Linked DNA regions of Mus musculus: region 2 is linked to region 1. The links are chromatin contacts, called in public HiChIP or PLAC-seq maps. All regions are on one chromosome and are shown on one strand. Each heading gives the region's core, a stretch centred on a gene start, on an enhancer-like site or on the middle of the called end of the contact. The rest is flanking DNA. Distances are from core to core; before and after follow the strand shown.

The links. HiChIP or PLAC-seq counts read pairs in DNA pulled down with a chosen protein or histone mark.
Region 2: an H3K4me3 HiChIP or PLAC-seq map of stem cell-derived neural progenitor cells shows a contact between it and region 1, with 19 read pairs. The contact joins the promoter of Wdr1 here to the enhancer-like site in region 1. A contact is called at or near these places in 8 of 39 promoter capture datasets (the C10 cell line, the HPC-7 cell line, cranial neural crest and 5 more), 1 of 15 datasets of contacts at CTCF or cohesin (the NIH/3T3 cell line), 15 of 115 datasets of contacts at active chromatin or transcription factors (the 230-238 cell line, the SCID.adh cell line, bone marrow-derived macrophages and 9 more) and 3 of 9 other capture datasets (adipose tissue, embryonic stem cells and liver).

What each region holds. Positions count from the first base shown.
Region 1 is chr5:38,237,527-38,244,442 of GRCm38.p6, reverse strand. No RefSeq gene overlaps it. Among named protein-coding and RNA genes, the nearest start is that of Tmem128, 19 kb to the left of the region's middle. Within about 2 kb of position 3,377, at least 18 of the 459 cell types and tissues checked have an H3K27ac peak or open chromatin away from gene starts, as enhancers often do. A contact at or near this core is called in stem cell-derived neural progenitor cells, where this site is marked.
Region 2 is chr5:38,560,301-38,567,919 of GRCm38.p6, reverse strand. It overlaps Wdr1 (WD repeat domain 1), which reads left to right and starts at 6,221. Exons shown (of 15, transcript NM_011715.3): 1 at 6,221-6,404; 2 at 6,719-6,840. The coding sequence starts at 6,389.

The sequences.
Region 1 (6,916 bases), core at 2,128-4,627:
GGCTGATCTCTGAGTTCAAGGCTAGCCTGATCTATAGGTTGAGTTCCAGGACAGCCAGAGCCACAGAGAAACCTTAAAAGTTTAAATCCCCTGCTGACACAACACAGAACAGTGTTTGCACACAGTCTGGGTGCATTCTCCTGTAAACTTTAAAGCTATTATTATTGTTGTTGTTGTTATTATTATGCCAGTGCATATGGTGTGTGTGTGTAGGGTCTATGCCATTGTATGTGGAGGACAGAGGTGAAAGGACAGCTATGTGGAGTTGAGTTTTACCTTCTGTCTTCAGGTAGGTTCTAGGGATCGAACTCAGATCTTCCTGCTTGCAGAGTAAGTGATTTACCCACTACACCATCTGGTCAGCTCTCTCCTCTCTGGATTACTTCTGGATCCCTTGCAGTGTAAACTCTGTGCATGACTGTTCAACTGGATTGATCAAGGAACCTAGAACAGGAAACTGTTTGCACATTCTCATATGTTGCACATTTAAAGCAATGTTTTTAATCCCATATTGAAAGCTGGCAGATACTAAGGACCAACTGAGTGTGGCAGCCTGGTCACTACTTTCTCTCTCTCTTTCTTTTAAAAAATATTTACTTATTTATTTTATGTATATGAGTACACTGTTGCTGTACAGATGGTTGTGAGCCTTCATGTGGTTGTTGGGAATTGAATTTAGGATCTCTGCTTGCTCTGGTTAGCCCTGCTCACTCAGGTCCAAAGATTTATTTATTATTATAACTAAGTATACCATAACTGTCTTCAGACACACCAGAAGAGGGCATCAGATCTCATTACAGATGGTTGTGAGCCACCATGTGGTTGCTGGGATTTGAACTCAGGAAGAGCAATCAGTGCTCTTACCCACTGAGCCATCTCGCCAGCCCCACTACTTCCTCCCTCATGCACATGGCAATGGACACACACCAGTCACAGCATTTCCTTTCTGGAGCCCAGTCGGGGCCTTGGAGCTGTGCAAAGCACTGATCATCATTCCAACCTGGTGGGCATCAGTAAGTCAGAGGGAATTGGTTTGCTTCACTGACCCGAGGGTCCAGAGCTCAGAGATTCACACCAGGTTGCTTCTGCCACAATGAGAATCGGAGCATCATTCCCTAAGACGCTTGACACCTGCCTTTCTCATGTACCAAAACCCACAGGGCTTGAATACATAGATGTGTTTTAAAAGGAAAATCTCCCACCAAGCTTAGGAAACCCACGTGGTCTGAGTTGGCACTGAAGGAGGAGTCCTCTCCTCCCACCCCACACACAAAAGTCAACTGGGTTCTGATTCTCCCTGTTCTAGGTTGGATCCAGGTTGGTTCCCACAAAGTGCATGCTGAAGTGCCTGCTCTCCAATAGGTGGCAGGACCTTGAGCCATGGGAAGGGGGCTTACTTGGCATAGTATATCATTAGGGAAGGGCCTTTGAAAACAAGGGCTTAGCGTGCTCCCCAGCCGTGATGGACTGAGACCCTCTGTAACCACAAGCTCATCACACAAACCTTCCTTGTATAAGTTGTTGCTCTCGGTCTTTATCATCACAACAATGTAAACCTGTAATAAGACCCCTGAATCTCAATGAAATAAAACAATTTTGTATTCTGTCTTAAGTTTACTTCCTTCTCTCTCTCTCTTCCTCTCCCTCTCCCTCCCTCCCTCTCCCTCCCTCCCTCCCTCTCCCTCCCTCCCTCCCTCTCCCTCCCTCCCTCCCCCTCCCTCCCTCCCTCCCTCCCTCCCTCCCTCCCTCCCTCCCTCCCTCCCTCCCTCCCTCCCTCTCTCCTTTCTTTCTTTCTTTCTTTCTTTCTTTCTTTCTTTCTTTCTTTCTTTCTTTCTTTCTTTCTTTCTTTCTTTCTGCTTTGTTTTATTTTTTGAGACAGGGTTTCTCTATATAGCCCTGGCTTTCCTGGAACTCACTTTGTAGGCAGGCTGGCCTTGAACTGACAGATTTACCTGCCTCTGTCACTAGGGCCCACCCAAGTGTTGGAACTAAAGATGTGTGTCACCACGCCCACCTTAGTTTACAATATTGTGATAAAACACCCTGGCTACAGTGACTTCCTTATGGAAGAGAGGGTTTATTTTGGTTTAGGATTCTGGAGGGATTAGAATCCAACACCATCACTGCAGGGAAGCAGGACAGCAGCAGGCTTGGGGGATGGAAATGGAAGCTGCGAGTTCACATCTTAAACCCTAAACAGGAAGCAGAGGGAGCACAAAGGGAAGGGTCAAAGCCCTTAAACTCTGAAGCCCCACCCCCAGCATTGTACTTCTAGCAAGGCCACACCTCTTAAACTTCCCCAAAGAGTGCCACCAACTGGGACCCAAGTATTTCAGTATCTGAGAACATCAAAGACATTTAAACCACCACATGTCCTAACCTTAAAAACTAATAAAATAAGCCGGCAGTGGTGGCGCACGCCTTTAATCCCAGCACTCAGGAGGCAGAGGCAGGCGGATTTCTGAGTTCGAGGCCAGCCTGGTTTACAGAGTGAGTTCCAGGACAGCCAGGGCTATACAGAGAAACCCTGTCTCGGAAAAACAAAAACAAACAAACAATAATTAGTAAAATAAAGCCTCCCGGACAGGGGACATAGCTCAGTCAGTAAAATACTTTCTGCATAGGCTTGAGGACTCAAATTCAGTCCCTAGAGTCCATATAAATAAGCTGGATGTGGTGACAATTGGTAATTTTGGCATTGTAGAGGAGGACACAGAGGATGACCGGGCTTGCTGCCAATTAGCTCAGCCTTTCTGGTGGGGTGAGCCCCAGATCCCAGTGGGAGACCCTGTCTCATAAAACAAGGCAGGTGGCTCCTACAGATCATGTGAGGCCTCTGTGCGCACACACACATGTGTACATACACACCATGCACCCACATGAATGTGCCTCCTTCTATGTACACACACACACACACACACACAGAGGCACACACGCAAGCATGCATGCATGCACATGTGTGCAGAGAGACTTAGAGGCAGAGAGAGAGAGAGAGAGAGAGAGAGAGAGAGAGAGAGGCTGTGAAAGTCTTAGGACCTTCACATTTTCCTGCATCCTTCAAGAGACTGCTGATTCAGGTTCAGCTGCCTAACACCACCCCATGCAAGGAGCCTGAGAGAGGAGGTCCCGTGACAGGACTATTAGTCTCCCGATTCAAGTTCATTGGCAAGTCCCCAGAGCAATGCTGTTAAAACTGTATCTTACCTCCCTTTGATCTGCAGTAGAGAAATCTAATATGTGGGTGACTGGGGGCCTCAGACAGAAGTCAGCCTGAGGGCACTGGGAAGGGTAGAGAGGAGCAGTAAGCTATTGGAGCAGTTCACAATGGCCACTCTGTGGGCCAACAAAGGCCTGCCCTTCTGAGTGATGTCTGACCTTTAAACTCCCACAAACATATGTATTTGCTCAGCAATTACCATTCAAACCACCAAAGGGGCTGTGTAAACCCTTGTATCCAAGGAATAAATTAAAGCTTGCAAGGATCCCGTAACAAAGGAGGGCAGAACAACACTGGCACTCCTAAGAAAACACAGGGGTCTCTTCCCCGTGCATGCTTTCCCTCAGAAACCCTGCCTGGTTTGTGACTAAGATGGACAAAGGTCAGGCTCAACCCCATACAGCAGAAGCTGAAGTCTGCAGGCCTGGGTGAGATCCGAGGTTATCTAATGAGAAAGACTAAGGTGATGTGACTAATGTCATTCTATAAGCAAGGCATCACTTATGACTGCGTGTTGTGTGTGCCCATGTCCATGCACGTGTGTTCAGTGCACATACAGAGGGGCAAAGAACAAGCTTGAGTGCTGTCAATCAGTCACCACCCGGTCCTTGCTTCTTCTCTCCTCTTTTTCTTTCTTTCTTTCTTTCTTTCTTTCTTTCTTTCTTTCTTTCTTTCTTTCTTTCTTTCTTTCTTTCTTTCTTTCTTTCTTTCTTTCTTCCTTCCTTCCTTCCTTCCTTCCTTCCTTCCTTCCTTCCTTCCTTCCTTCCTTCCTCCCTCCCTCCCTCCCTCCCTCCCTCCCTCCCTCCCTCCTCCTTCCTTCCTTCCTTCCTTTCTGTCTCTCTTTCTTTCGAGACAGGGTCTCTTACTGGCCTGGAACTCAGAGATTTGCCTCTGCCTCCTCAGCACTGTGATCACAAGCTACATCACCAGGTTCAACTTTTGTTTTTCATTACCATGGTGATGGGGAGGAACTAGGAGTTGAGCACATCCTTGTTAGGCAAGACGGGTAGGGACAGGAGCCATGATTGGGTGAGTAAAGATGGCTAGCTCCTTCCTCATATTCTTGAGCAGAGACAGAGGCTCAGGACATATTTACACTAAAGTTATTGGCCTGTTAGCCTCTCTGTCTTTGTTCAAACTGATCAACTCTAATTTGAGGGATGAAGACCCCCTCAAAGAATCTTAAAACCCTCAGCTTCAGCTTCCAACCCTCCCCACCACTACTGCAGAGGGTCTTTCTCTGTGTGCTTGCTGTGTGTGTGTGTGTGTATGTGTGTGTGTTTGTGTGTGTGCCTCCTCACCTCCAAGCCTTTCTTCACCAGCTGATTCTGAGGTTTCTCTTGTTGTGCTTGAGTTTTCTTGCTTTTGAATTCTTTAACTGGCAGGGAAAACAAACCCAATCCAGACCCATAGACAGAAGCGATAGTTCCCGGGGCTGGATCCTGGCTCTGCGTGATTGCAAGGCCAGCACATGACCAACCCCAGCTCCTTGCTGTCTTTATTTTTAACATCACTCAAGACAACTGTGCATGCCTGCTAGGTGATACCATTTACATCAAACTCAAAGCCAGGCAAGGCCAAACCAGGTGGATATAAGGAAAGCTGTGGGTGCACTCGGGATACAGGACCAGGTTCTTTCATAATTTATGACACAGACGTGTGCATTGTGCAAAGCTCACTGGGCAACCCCTGATCCTAGCACTGTTCTGTTTCCATGCAAATACCTCAAATGGAGGTTTATATTAAAATGGTACACTGGGTAGATCTGCCTGGCACCTGCTTATCCTAAGAAATGGCTGTCCCTTGTCTGTAAAGTAGAGTGTCATTTCAAACTCCTGCGATTGTCATTCAGTAACAATGCTCACACTGCTACTTGGTCCTCTCTGCTGAAGTTAATGACATTAGCAGGGCTTCATGCAGGGAGAAGCCAGGTGTTGGGGACTCTGCCTTGAGCCAGGGCCTTCCTGGATCAGTGGCAGACCCTGCCCAGGAAGCATAGCATATCTGTTAGGATATTCCTCCCATTTCTCTCTCTCTCTCTCTCTCTCTCTCTCTCTCTCTCTCTCTCTCTCTCTCTCTCTCTCTCTCTGTGTGTGTGTGTGTGTGTGTGTGTGTGTGTATGCTATGCTCAGGCAGGTGCATGCCCAAGGCTGATGCTGGGAATCATCTCTTCCACCTTATTCTTTGAGGTAGGGTTTCTCTCGGTCACTCGGGAGACTCCCATCTCTGCCTTCCCAGGCTGGAATTACAAGGATGCCATCATACCTACTTGGTATTTACATGGGTTCCAGGGGTCTGAACCTCGGTCCTCCTTGAATAATGGCTGAGCCTTTTTCCCAGTCCATTTTAGATTGCTTTCAGATACCTAATGTGTGCCAGGCACTGCATGCACAGTGTTCACTTTATCTGCTCCAGGAATCAGGATGACAGACAAGAATCTGGGGTTCAGAGATGCTTATCAACCTGCTCCAATGAAGCTATTGGCCAGAAAGACCCAAGACTCAGACTCTAGTCCCATCTGTGTAGAGACTGTTGCTGCATCCTGCACACAGGAGCAGATGAAGAGGCAGGGGTGCAACAAAGACAGCCTCACTTATCAGGGAGTAAATAAGTACTGTGCTGGTTAGTTTTATGTCAACTTGGCACACAAACTAGTGCTATCGGAAAGGAGGGAACCTCAGTTGAGAAAATGCCTCCATAATATCCAGTTGTGGGACATTTTCTTGATTAGTGATTAATGGGAGAGAACCCAGCCCATTGTGGGTGGTGCCATCCCTGAATTGGTGGTCCTGGGTTCTATAAAAGCAAGCCAGAGGAAGTAAGCCAATACTCAGAATCCCTCCATGGCCTCTTCACCAGTCCCTGCCTCCAGGATTTCTGCCCAGTTTGAGTTCCTGTCCTTACTTTTTTTGATGATCGACAGTCCTGTAGAAGCGTAAGTCAAATATCCCTTTCCTCCCCAACTTGCTTTTTGGTCATGGTCATTCTATCACAGCAATAAAAACCCAACCAAGATGACGACACACTACTGAAGAATGTAGTGGATGCGGAGGATGTGGCTCAGTGGAGGACAGTTGTCTAGACTACAAAGGCCCTGAGTTTCATCCCTAGCATGTAAGAAAGAGCAGGGGCTGGGGGAATCTCAGGAGCTCCACTAAACTAGCTCCATCCATCCACCCTGACCTGGCAGAACCGCATCATAACACACGTGAGGTAGACTTGCCCTTTCTCTCCCCTTCCTAAAACCTCCATGCCCTGGTACCCTGCACACAGTTCTGCCCAGGGTAAACAATCTGGAATGCTGCAGTTAGCCATGTGACTTAGGGCATTCTCAATGGCAAGAGGCTTCTCCAAAGGGTACCCAAGGGCTCAGCACTAACAAGCTCAGAGCACATGATAGCAGGGGCTGGATCATGGTCAGTAGCTCTAAAATGGAGAAAGTGAGTATTCTCACACAGAGTCTTTTGCCAAACTCCAAGGACTAACTGTACCACCAATCCCTTGACATATGTAATTCAGAAACCACTGCAAAATTAACCCTTCCTACTCTTTCTAGTGTATAATAGAAAGGTATAATATACTCTTCTTGGTGCAGCAAGCACTTCAGTAGAAGGCTTACTCCAGGCACTTCTTAAAAGCAAATCAGAAGAAGGGCTAAAGGCTTAAGCTTCTGGTCTGGTCATCACAAAGCGATGGAGA
Region 2 (7,619 bases), core at 4,972-7,471, 320 kb before region 1:
GGGTGGGGGTGGGGTGCAGAGCAGGAGACAGTAACAAGAGCCCAAAGCTAGTACAGGAGAATTTCACTTAACGGCCATAGGACACATGATCAGGTCCCTAAGTCTTTCAAAACAAGGATTGCCAACTGGAGCAGTTAGCCATCAGCCAAACCTTGTAAGGATCATCCCAAGCCAATGGGCTTAGCTGCCTAGGTTAGCTTCAGGAAATCCATAGGTAAGGAACTACAACAGGGTGTGAAGTGGAAACTTAAGGGTTCTTAGGAAAGTCATTTGGATGGTGTTTTGCTGGGGCAAACTAGTGAAGGAACATTTCATTATAGTAGTGTGGAAGGCTAAGGCAGACTGTTGAAGGAGTCTCATGTTTCACTGAAGCAGACGCAGGGGAGAGGATGTTCTGCTAAAGCAAGCACATGAAAGGACACGTGATGAAAGATACTTTGCTAACGACGCTCAAGTATTAGTCCACCTTACACTGCATAGTTAAGCTGCATTTGTCAGGACACCATAGAGAGAAACGCACCAAAAAACTTCTGGTGGTGTGCTGCAGTTTATTGCTGCTTCCAAGGACTTGGGCTGATTGGATGCATGTGCTGAGGCAAGGCACATGGAGGACACGTGATGTTTAGAGGGAATAAATAGGACTCCACTGAGGGACAGAGACAGAGTTTGGTTTGTGTAACACTTGTGGATCTTGCATCTTTGATGATCTTTGCTTCCCTGGAGAGGCACAGCTGAGAACTTCTCCTGGGGTTCCTGTTGGTCCCTCCTGCTGACTCATGCTGAGGCTGAGGCCTGGCTGTCTCTGCTAGCTTGTATCACCACTGTTGCTAACTCAATTCTACCCAACTGGACTACTGGTGTATGTGTGAAGTGTTTGCAAGTGGTGAGCTGTCACTGCCTGCTAACCTGTGAACTGAACTGCTGATTTCCAGGCAACACAGATGGGAGTTGCTCTAAAAAAATCTTTCTAAACAGGTACACTCCCCCCACAACTCTTATCCTTTCTTTCTACTACTGCTGGTGGGTTAAAAATAAGGATAAAGAGTTTAAAAACCATCATTAAAAATATGATTTGAAAAAATTAAAGTTATAGGATGTACCTGAATTATAAGTAGCTGTGATGTTGGCAGCAATGCGAAGTTCTTACAAAGTGTCTACTGTAGATGACCTCAAACTGGAAAGTATCTGAGTCCATGATAGAATTGAAAGTCAGTGTGGTTTATATGGTTAACCTGGCACGAACCTTGAGTCACCTAGAAATAGGGGAACCTGCATCAAAGAGCTGCCCCAGTGAGATCTGTGTAGTAGCTTCATCTGTGATGAATTGTTTTGATAGTGTGGGAGGTCATGAATCCACTGTTCATGTGGGCAGTGCCGTCACTGGCCAGGTAGTCCTGGGTTGTAAAAGCAAGATGGTTGAGCATGAAGATCATGATCTAGCGAGCAAGACAGCAAGCAACATTCCTTCTTACTTTATGCTCTGAGTGCCTGCCTTGACGTCCCCTCAGTGGTGGGCTGTGAACTTGGAAAGCAAATTGGAATAAGCTTTCCTCTCCCAGGTTGCTTTTGGATCATTCACAGAAACAGAAAAGTGAACTACAAGCTTGCCCTGGGGCTGACCAATTGAAAAAGTATTTATAGAGACACTAGGGAGGGATCCAGTAACAAGCTCCTTTAAGGACAACTTAATTCACTTGTTCTTCCCCTCTGAAGGATTGACAGTGCAGAGGCTAAAAACTTCTAGGTAGGTTTATGGAGTCAAGCCAGGCTGCAATCAGTCCTCAGATTCCTTCAACCAGGGCTTGAAGAGCAGAGCAGCAATTCTTTGGGGAATAACAGCTCAGCTCTCCTTTCCATGTCACAGACAACCTCCCAAGACCAGCTCCAGAATCAAACAAGTACCTGGAAGCTCGTTTTCCTCTCAGGTGACTTGAAAACCCCTTCTACGTCACATCTAAGTGCACCTAAATCTTCAACCTGTGTTAGATTTTAGGATTTCCAAGATCCAAGAAGGCAGGCTCTGCAGCCAAGGGCCTTGCAGGTTGGTTCCAGCAATGGAAAGCCTAATTCCACCACAGACAGAGCTCTTCTAGGGTACACAGCAAGCACTGGAGAGTCTCTCTTGGTGCAGACTGGAGATGGACGAAAGTGAGGCTGCAAAAGAGGTGACCCTAATTCTGACTATCCCAGAGATAGGAGATGGCCCCTACTATGGTCTCCCTCAGCTCATTTAAGAGACCAAGACTGAGACAGGTTCTGAAATTCCTTTAGCGGGTAGGCTGTGAGAAGGCAAGTGAGTGACACGGAAGATAACCCTTTTCCAGGAGACTCAGTCCACACAGCAAACCTCTAGACTCTAGAGGATAGAGTCATCAGACTAGTTCTAAAGCGGCACCATTTCAGGCTGGATACAGGTGAGGACTGGGAAAAGCCCTTTCCCCTGTCTAGAATCAAGCAAGCAATCAAGGGCTGCAGGGAAGAGGTTAGATACACCTTGGAAGTCCAGAATTATCTCGCTGGCTTGGGTTCCCAGAACAGACAGGTCTCGCCTCCCCTCATGTATCCTGCTATGTGTGGAAACAAACGGCAACTTTCCAGCTGGGGGCTATAAGACAACACATCCAAGGCCAACTGAGGGGTGTCTGTGTTAATGTCCTAATAAAAGTTACTGAAACTAGCTTACCCAAGTCCGACTGACCCGTTTTTCCATAAGTACTTTTGGGTCCCTTCTTTAATGCAGCGTCTTTGGAATTGAATGCAAATTTGTGATATTTTATGCTGCCCATTTCCTCCCAGCAATCAGCAGCTTCATTTGAACTGTCTGGAAAGCTCTGTGCTCATGGGGGAAGGGAGAAACGCTGTAACCAGTGCCAAACAACACAGTGTGTGGCTTGTAAAGAGGATGACCTCAAAGTCTGGTGTCTGGAACAGCCCAGAAATAGCAGGTACAGGAGGCTGAGGTAGCCACGAGGTAGAGTAGAACCACACCTATTAAGCTGTATGAAAACCAGGCAGGAGAGGTAACTCGAGGACTTCAGGGGCCAAAAGCTGAGTAGATGGATAAGGTGACTAAGACCAGTTGGGGGTATCGGCTCAGGAGCTCCAAGACCAACTTCTCAGCACAAAGATGTATTTGCACCAGACAGACAAAGAGCAGGGAATAAAAGACAAAGAAGATAGAAACAAGGGAGAAAAGGAAAGGAACAGGGGCGAGGAGAGAAGTGTATTTGTTTAGGAAGAGAGCAACAAATGATTGCCTCTGGATAGAGAGGAGACAAGCTTGGCCCCTAGGCAAATGGCAGTTTATAAATGTAAAAGGGGTAACCTTATGTTAGGATGAGGTGTTTAATTTTAATTGGGCATGTTAATTAGGTGACCCAAAGAGGATTTTTAATTACTGGACTTCAATACTTTGATAGCTGGACCTTGGTAGTCAGCCTCAGGTGGAGGAAGTGGACACGTAAGGGAATGTACCTTGGTGGCTAGCTTTAGGAATGTAATCTAATGGGTTTGTAGCAAGGCAGGGGGGAATGGGGAGAAGAGCAAGGCCTGCCAAAGCCATGTTTACCATGCTCAGGCTGGCTAGAGTCCCTTCAATCTTACTGGCCACAGTGGTCGACTCTATGCATAATCAAGGAGCCAGAATAGGCCCAAGTGCTGAGGCAGCTTGGAGCAGAGTAGCAGTGGTAAGAAAGCACAGATTCAAGCTAAGGGCTTTCATAAACACTGGATTCAATGACGGACCGAATGTGGAGGATGAGGTTGGGTGAGGTTTCTGCCGTTGCGATGAGGCTGGACCACTCCGTAGTCAGTGTGGGAAAGAACAAGCCAAAGGAGCCTGCAATGAGGAGGGAGGGGCAGGCAGGGCATTCATCTCAGTTGGCCCGTGTGTCTGTTTGAAGAGCTAGCAGCTTTTAAGACTCCCATAGACAGTGATGGAGGCATCTGGGTACAAAGACAAAGTGGTTACAAGTGGCCAGGCTAATTTCTAGAGACTGAAGTCATTGTATGGACACATCAAGTGTTTCCTCACTTGACTTCCTGCTGGACAAACCTAGCTGCTTGACTCCAAACATTAGTGCTGGCAGGTGTAGCCAATCTGTTCCTTGCATGGGAACTTCAACTATTTCACACACCCGAGTGCCCCCTCTACTAAAACCTGGAAAACTTGACGCATGGTACATGATTTTTTAAAGTGCAACAGAGTCTGGATTCTGCCAGAGAGCTTGGCCCCAAAGTGTTTTGTAGGATCACTCTCAGTGTCAGTACCAAGGCTTGATGCACATAGGACAGCTATCAGCTTGTAAAGAGCTTGGAGCTGGTGTTACCCCAGCAGTCTTTGTACCATGCTGAGTGGGAACTTTAGTGTGGTTTAGAAAGGTTATCGCTGTTATCTAAAACAATTCTAGTAAATAAGAAAGTCACAGTCTACACTATCTTCTGTCCCAGAATCCTAGGACAGACCTCTTGCTTGTTGAAAATATCCCTAGCACATCCCTAGGACAGTGCTCGACCAGACCCAGGGAAAGTGTCTTTCATCTGCACAGTGCAGTGAGGTCGCTAGAAGACTAACAGTGGGACTGTTCTGAAATCATAATTGTAGTTAAGGAGCCATGTGTTGCTGGTGGGCAGTTTGGTGGTTCTATGGCAACATCAACAATGCAAATGGGGAAAGCAAACTAAGGACCCCAGGAAGTTGCAGTGTAAAGGCTGGGACAGACAGGTGAATCATTGAGATAGTAGCTGGAAGTCACCACTTTTGAGAGAAATTAACCAGGTGGTACTGGCATTCCTTCTAGGCACCACCCCACAGTTCCCTGCAACAAACAGGTATGCCTGACTCACTATAAAAGGGGCTACTTGCCCCTTCCTCATTCTCTTCTCTTGCTCCCTTCCTCTTCTGTCCCTTTTCTTCCGGATCCCCGCCCCCCCCCCCCAAACCAACTCCAAATGTTCATGGCTGGCCTCTACTCTGTCTTTCTGTCTCTACTATCCCCTCAACTCTCCTCCCCATGTCCTAAATAAGCTATTTCCATATTATACTGTTCTGTGGCTGGTACCTCAGGGGGAGGGGATGCCTCAGTTCAGGATGGGCCCTCAGAGGCACCCCTTTCCCCCACAACATACTGCACCTCCACCAAACATATCCCTGGCTTCTTTTTCTTTTCTTTTCTTTTTTTATATAAAACATAACAGGTGGGATCCCTAGACAAGCAATCCTGGCAAACAAAAGGTCACAGAGGGCAGGGGGTAACATTCATAGAACCTTAAAAATACTAGTCTATCAGCACAAGAGACTAGGTACTAAGGAAAACAGACTTTTCAAAAAATACTGAGGTTCCCACACAGGACCTACCGAGTACACTTAAACTCTTCTCTACGAAACCTGGGCACTCCTATAGGCTATAAATTCATTTAACTGCTAACTAGATGGCAGTTAAGATTAAGATAAGCTAGAGGAGAATCAGGTGGGTGTCCAGGTGAACCAGGAGAGTGGGGTGGGACTGGTCCGCAGGGTAATTAACAAACCTGGCTCCAAAGCAGAAATGGACTTTTTCATTTGCTGCAAATTCCTAAGAGCTCTCCTTTGAAAGCCCACTTTCCGGGTTTCCAACTAGGGCTTCAGAACTTTTCAATCAAGTAACCAGAGGACTTCATCTTGCCCTAATCAAAACCTGCGAGACTCAGAAAATTCCAGGTTTTGCTTTCTTTCCCTCTCCATGAAAAGAATTCCACCCTCACGCCCTCCCCAGAGCGTGTTAGGAAACAACCCCTGCCATCCTTAAGAATTACAGTTCTTTATTCTTGGCTTCTTTGCTACTAGGAAGTTTCATGCAGGAGGGAGAGGGAGTGAGACGGGGAAGTTCCTAAACATACCCAGTGAAAGGCAAACAAACAAAACCCCATACGCCCAGTGGCTTCAAGTCTTTTGCAAGCCGGGGCGCCAAGCTGGCGTTGGAAAGCTCGAGAAAGATCTGCTCCACAAGAAGGCTCCCGGTGCAAAGGCAGACAGCCCAAGAAAAAAAACCCTCCCGCCCCGCACCTACAACCCTCCGCGCCGCCTTTTCACGGGTCGCGTCACGTCACTTCCGGGGCGGGCCCGCAAGCGGGGCGGGGCGGTGTCCGCGCAGGCTCGTGGGGCTGCAGCCTCCGAGCCGAGCGCTTGACTATATATGGTCAAAGCTGGGGGCGAGCCGCGCCGGGGCCGCGCTTCCGGGTTGGGTTGTCCGCAGCGGTAGCGCGCGGGGCAGGCGCGTACGGGTCTCGGAGCCGGGTCTCGGACCGCCCCCTCCGCGCCCGGCACGCCCGGCGCCGCCTTCCGCGCTGTCCCTGGGCTCGGCCACTGCGAGGTTCCACTCGAGCGCAGCGCCGTAACAAGTGGGCGAGGATGCCGTACGAGATCAGTGAGTGCGTGGGCCTCCGCGCGCGGCCGCCGGCTTCTGGGGTCGGGTGCAGGCGGGAGGGCGCGGCCGGGGTCTTGCACGGCCGCGGGGGTGCGGGCCGGGGACCCCGGAGTGGGCGTTGTGGACTGGGCCGGCCGAGCTGCGGGAGGGACCCCGGGGCCTGACCGCCGCCGCCCGGGAAGTCCGCCGGTCGTGCCCGCAGGCGGCAACAGGTGACCGGCTCGGGACCCCCAGCGCTGACTGACTGCAACTCCCTGGGTCCCGCGAGGCCGGGATTGCCCCTCATGCACCGTGCCGGGTTTGTATCTCCCCAGAGAAGGTGTTCGCCAGCCTCCCCCAGGTGGAGCGGGGCGTCTCTAAGATCCTCGGTGGAGACCCCAAGGGCGATCATTTCCTCTACACCAATGGCAAGTGCGTCATCCTAAGAAACATCGATGTGAGTACTCTTGTGCCCGGCGGGGCCTGCTTCCGTCCCTACCCTGCGAGCTACCTTCAGAGTCGGGAAATTCTTGCCCTTCCGCCCCCTCACCTCCCAGTCAGTTGGCCTGGGGAGAGGGGAGCCACGCCCCTTCTGCCCAGGAGCCACACCTTGGAGGCTCAGTGGACTGGACTGGACTGGTGGTGGTGTCATCCACCTCTACCCCCACAGCCCCGTAGACTGGCAAACTAAGACTTGGGTCTCTTCAGTCCTTAGAGCCAAGGGCTTTGAGTCTGCTGCTGCTTGATCATGGGGTGGCTGTTGATTGGCCCTTCCTGAGCCCAGTTTCCGCATTGGGGAAATGGAGATAGGGAAATGATCCTCCACTTCCCCTGGCTGCCTTGGCTGGCTGAATGAGCTGGTCAGCTGTCCTAATGCTGTCTGTACCTGGCATAAATGGAGCACTTGGTAAATGGCCCTTGTGCTTAATCATCCTAATACCCTGGGCTTCCTGGTATGCTAGAGCCCAGGCCTACACACCCTGTCCTCTGAATGCCAACTGTTACAGACTTGAGTCTCTGAGAGGAAACAGGAACTAGTGAATTCCTCTGGATGGTTCTCTGAAAATGACCTGCTGTCCCCAGAGCAGCAGCTTTTTGGGAGGCCCTTGCAAATTCATGTTTTTTTCCTCTGGTTGTTGAAATGAGTCAGTCTGCTGGGCCTCCTCTCCATTTCCAGGATGTGGCTCAAATCTTGTCTCTCCCGTGCTCAGGCCTGAGGAATGGTGTAGGGTAGAA